2 separate regions of the Muntiacus reevesi genome follow, and region 1 is linked to region 2. Evidence: chromatin contacts called from public Hi-C data. All regions are on one chromosome and are shown on one strand. The core of a region is the stretch at or near the end of the contact, and the rest is flanking DNA. Distances in the headings are between cores, read along the strand shown. Region 1 holds the start of BTD (biotinidase). Region 2 holds the start of CAPN7 (calpain 7).

Region 1 (2,700 bases), core at 10-2,509, 370 kb after region 2:
CTTGCTTGGAGATTGATTGAAATTTCCTTTATGGCCTTCATATGGTTAGTTTTTATTTTTAAACTGCACTTCAGCTCATTACAGAAAGAAGGGGAAGGTGCTAAACACAAGATAACCTGGGAAAATGCTAAATGCCCTTTATGAAGAAATGAGACAGGGTTGACAAAACGTCCTAACTTCCTTTCTTGGACTTCCAAATAAGCCTCTAAGAAGGGTGGCAATGTGAGGAGGTGGAATGAGCACTGGCCTGGGTCTTGGGACATCTCTGGAGTTCAATCACGGCTTTATCATTTGTGAGGCCTGTCACCTTGCAGAGCCACCTACTACACAACCTGAGACGTGACCTTTCCCCATTCATGTTGCAGGTACTATCATGGGCAGGCCCCACGGATAAACTGGGGATACAGATGTGCGAATAAGAAATATGTATTTGTGACCCCCTGGAACTCACAGACTAATAGGGAAGTCAGACGAGGCAAATAATACACAGAAACAGACACATAACAATAGCTAGTTATAGGAATGAAGCACAGGGGCCCAGGTAAGTATCAGACCAAGTAAGTGTCCCTTCCGATTCTGACACTCTAAAGACCTGGCAGAGTTCCATACTGCGTAGTTGTAACAGCAAGGACTCCAGAGCCAGAACACCTGGGTTCAAAGCCTGACTCCGCTAGCTGTTTCCTTGAGCAAGTTTCTTCACTTCTCTGTGGGGGGCGGGGGCGTCTCTCTTTTATGAATTTTACATTTATTTATTTTTAACTGGAGCCTCACTGTTCTCATCTGCAGCGACGATTAACAATCGGTCTTGCCTCCCAGGAGCGTTGTGATTGATAAGCATAAAGTATTAGAAGAGTGAGCGGTAAGCAGCGACTGTCTGCAATGAATTATTTGTCATCACCGTTACTCATTCCCAAGAACGCGCTGGGCTCTGAGTCCATACTTACTGCCTGCTCATTCCTCATCCCGATGTATCTGATGCCCACCTCCTGCGCAGCAAGGGCGATTTCGGTCACCGGGATGCCTACGATGCCGAACATGTAATTCACGTCCTGGGGGGCGGCCAAAAGCAGAGGAATGAGGCCAGCACCCCAGCCCGCCCTTTCGAGGCGGTAAAAAAAGAAAACCTCCCGCAAACCTCCCTTCTGCCCACCTCCCCACTCCCGCCGCTTTCCCGTTTCCAAGACAACGCGGCGGCCCCGTCGGCTTCCGTAGGGCTCTCTGCAGCGGGCAGGCCTCACACCTGGGTTTTCAGGGCCTGGGCGATGACTCGCGCCCCGGACACCTGCCCCTCGAGTCCGTCACTGCGCGCCGCCAGGTTACTTTCCGACATCTCCCACCGCAGCGGACAGCAGGCTAACGCGGAGTCACCCTGTCAAGCCAGCCCCTGAGGACACTAACCGTGAGGCCGCTCCTCTAAAGGAGGAGGGGAGCCATAGGCACCTTTAAGGAGGGGAGAGGGGCGGGGCTGCAGCCAGCCTACTGGCGCTGAGGTGACGGGTAAACACGCTCTCTCCTGTCAGGGCCGGCCCTTCTCTCCGGCCCGCCCCTCACGGAACTCGGGGAGCTTTAGGAGGAGGCGGAGGCGTCCGCCGAGCGCGTGAGAGGTGGGCCGGCGGTGGGGTCTGGGGCCTTAGCCCACGACCTAGAACCTTTTAGGGACGCGGGAGGGGCGGGTGGCGCCTGCGCAGAGCCTGGGCGGAAGCGGGGCCAGGAGCGTGGCCGCGGCAGAAAGGGGCGTGGCGCGCGCTCGCGGCCCCACCCCACAGCCTTTAGGGAACCCGGCAGGGCGAGTGGTGCCTGCGCAGAGCAGGGCGGAAGGTGGGCCGCGGCGGGGCCGTCGCAGAAGGGGGCGTGGCTCCGGGAGCTGCGCGCGGGTTTTGCTGGGACGCGAGCGGTGGGATGGCGCCGGATGTTGGTCGAGGCGGGCCTTTTTTTGTGTTGTGTGGTTTTGTTCCCGCGTCTCGTTGTATTCTAGGCTTTGACGTACACGCTTATTTGATGGATACGTTCGTAACTTTGCAATCCGTGAAGATAAATGCCAACTAATTAAATCCGTAAGCGGATGTGTACTCTTTACTTTAGACAAGGACACCGTATCTCCCAGGGAGAGCTGAAGTAACTTGCCCAGAGCCTTTGGACCAGAAGTCTTGTACTCCCTTCACCCTTCCGCCCTTTGGCCACAGGGGATAAGGGCCCCTTGAGCCTAGTTACTTCTGACGGTTTTTTTTTTTTTTCTGTAATCCTTGCTAGTAACCCTTCACTCTGCCTTTACAGTGAAGTCAGGAAATGGTGGGGAGAGTTGTGAGTCTTCAGAGTCAGCCTCTTATCGAGACCAGCTCCTGCAGCTGAGAACCTTTTTGTGGAAAAAAAAAAAAAAAAAGTATTGAAGTATTTATTGACTTATAGTGTTAATTTCTGCTGTACAGCGAAGTGATTCGGTTCTGCCTCTATGTACACACTTCTTTTTCATACTCTTCTATCAAAGTTTATCGCAAGAAGAGAACTTTTTAAAAGACAGTTTTGAGTGAAAATGTCCTTACAGTGTGTGGTTCATGATGCCAGGGCCTCAGGAGCATTAGACCACCTGCTTAGTAGTGTCATGCGAGTGTATGTACCTTGGTTCTTTGTCTCGTCACAACAAAAATTTGGAGTGACGGACATTAAAGCCCCTTGGCGGGTCACAGCTCTTGGAGGACAGGC
Region 2 (2,700 bases), core at 138-2,637:
CAGTGAGCAGGGGCTACTCTTCAATTGCAGTGCTAGGGCTTCTCACTGAGTGGCTTCTCTTGCTGTGGAGTACAGGCTCTAGATGCCAACCAGGTTTCAGTAGTTGTGGCACACCAGCTTAGTTGCTCCCCAGCATGTGGGGTCTTTCTCGACCAGTGATATTGAAGGAGCAGAGGAAGAGGCCGTGCTGACTCCATCTTGAAAAAGAAAGAAACTCCATCTTGCACTTTCAGTGAGCTTTGGACTATGTGCCTGGTAGCCATAGGCATAACATACCTACAGCTGAACTGGCTTCCCAGAGTGATAGACACCGGATTCCATACCAAGATTTCCCATCGCCAAAAAGAATGCAATAATCCCCTATGTAGTCAATCACCTTTGTAATCTTTATGGTACCCATTGGTGTAAGCTACAATGTATAACCAGCTGACCCTTCTGATTATGAATCATGGCTGTGACCTGATTGTATCTCCCTTTAACACTTTCCAGGCTAGGTTTAAGGAATTTGGGGATGTGGGCTTCAGCAGTACTTATATACTTAAGGTATATAAGGTTTTCACAAAAGTCGGTCGGGGTTCTTGGCTAAGAGGACCCTCTGCCTTGGGCCCCCTGGTGTAATAAATTACACTCCACTATCTGCATTGTCCTTCTGGGTGAGTTTGTTTCCTGGAACGCGCGGCTACAACAATACACCCTGTGTCCCCTGCACTGGCAGGCAGATTCTTATCCACTCCACCACATGTGAAGTTCCTTCATTTGTATTGCTGAAGTCAAGAGTTTTGAGAGAGAAAGAAATTAATCAAATAATCACCTAACTGAGTCATGACAACAGCATTAAGTTAACCTAAGGATAAGTAAACAAGAAAACGCATTACCTTGCTTGTCGACAATTCACTCAATACCATACACTCAGGGAGGTACACATGGTTAGAAACCTTATAAAAGTATCACATAAGGACCCTCTGTCCTTACTTCACGTCCCTAATCTTAAAAAGTCAGCTCAGAAGAGACAGGTAATGTGACGCTATGTCTTTACTTCACTTCCCTGACTTAAAAAAGCCAGCTCAGATGAGGGCGGGAAGCGCGGCTCACCTTACCCGGATAGTAAGTGGGGACAAGGTTCCCTGAGGCGCATGCGCGCCTGCACCCAGTCTGACCAGCAACAGCCCTCACACTCACATTTCCGTCAGACAGTCGGCGAAGCCCGCGGCCGCGCCGACGTGGCGCCGCATGGGCCTGCCCAATCCCCGGAGCCCGGGTGGTCACGTGCACACGGCGCGGCGCAGCCGGGCCCCGCCCACCGCCCGCGCCCTCCGGCGAGCCGGGGCCTCCCTCAGTCGCCGCGGCTCCCAGAACACCTGCGCGGGCCCGGTTGCGCCTGCGCAGTGTGGCCGGTGGGCCGGCCTGGGAGTGCGGCGGCCGCGGCGCGAGGGTGCCGGCGGGCTGGGAGCCTGAGGTGGGCTGTTGGCCGTCCTCCCTCAGTCGACGGAAGTGAGCTCTGGCTCGCCTTCCGCGCGGCCCGGGACCTCTCGCGGCCCCTGGGCGCGCGGCGGTCGGCGACGCGAGGAGGGCTCCGGCGCGGAGCGGCCATGGACTCGGCGGCGCTGGAGCGGGACGCGGTGCAGTTCGCGCGGCTGGCGGTTCAGCGCGATCAAGAGGGCCGCTACGCGGAGGCCGTGTTTTACTACAAGGTGGGCCGGGGGCGGGGCCGGGGGCCGGGGGGCGGGCCCGCTCGGGCCGGGGGCGGGGCTGAGGGGCCATCCCGCCGGGGGCTGGGTCGCCGATCCCCCGGCTCGGAGCTCCTGAGGGCGGCGGCGGGGCCGGACGCTGGGCTCCACAGACGTGGGCTCACCGCGGCAGACGGGCTGGAGGCACGCGGGAGAGCGCCGCGAGTCAGTGGAGAAGAAAGCATTGTGCGTCCTAGTGCTTGACTTCCACACGTCTTGATCTCCCCAGTGTCTGTGTACACATCCTTTTTCAAAAAACAAACTGGGGTCAGATTGTCTATGATTTTTTTAAACCTGTCCTTTTGAACTTTTAATAAAATTACTAATTTTTTAAAAGTTTCTTGATGTGATCTTGTTATCAATAATAATATTAAGGGCTAGATGCATAGTATCCCATTATGTGGGTATGCCATCGTTTGTTGAGAAACTCTTCTGGCCATTTTAACGTGCATTCTGTTTCTTCAGCATCATAATATCCTTGTAGCTAATACTTTACACGTTTCTGTGATATTTCTTTTGGATAAATTGCTAAGGCCAGAATTAGAGGCGCTCCCAGTTCACTGCCTGCTCCCCAATTCTGAAGATTTGCAGACGCACACCTCTCCAGCTCCAGTCCTGGCCCATCCCCACTCCGTTGGAAGGAGCTGTATCCTCTACAGTCACCTTTTCTTTTAGGAAGAATGTCAGACTTTGAAAATACAGTGGTAGTCGTTTTTCTTCCACAAACCTATATGCTGCAATAATGTGTAATTTACTGTTCTCAGATTAATGTTTGATTGCCTTCATTTTATAACCTATATTTAGAGACTTCGGTTGTGTTTCAGAGTCATTCTTTTTGAACTTTATTTTCTTTGCAATTTCATAATGGTGGTATTTCTTTAAAAGTAGAACTGTGTTTTATTAGTTTTGTGAAATAATGACAAACGTTCATAAGTAAACAGTGCCATATGAAATAGCTTTTTCTAAAGTGAAA

What was found. A called contact is a pair of places that touch in the nucleus more often than the background predicts.
Region 1: a Hi-C map of blood shows a contact between it and region 2, with 2.9 times the contacts expected there. The contact joins the promoter of BTD here to the promoter of CAPN7 in region 2. A contact is called at or near these places in 2 of 3 Hi-C or Micro-C datasets (blood and muscle).

Annotation. Positions count from the first base shown.
Region 1 is chr8:31,763,254-31,765,953 of mMunRee1.1, forward strand. It overlaps BTD (biotinidase), which reads left to right and starts at 1,260. Exons shown (of 4, transcript XM_065943356.1): 1 at 1,260-1,399. It overlaps HACL1 (2-hydroxyacyl-CoA lyase 1), which reads right to left and starts at 1,379. Exons shown (of 16, transcript XM_065943354.1): 1 at 1,241-1,379; 2 at 945-1,049. The coding sequence starts at 1,330.
Region 2 is chr8:31,390,729-31,393,428 of mMunRee1.1, forward strand. CAPN7 (calpain 7) reads left to right here and starts at 1,388. Exons shown (of 19, transcript XM_065943179.1): 1 at 1,388-1,691. The coding sequence starts at 1,590.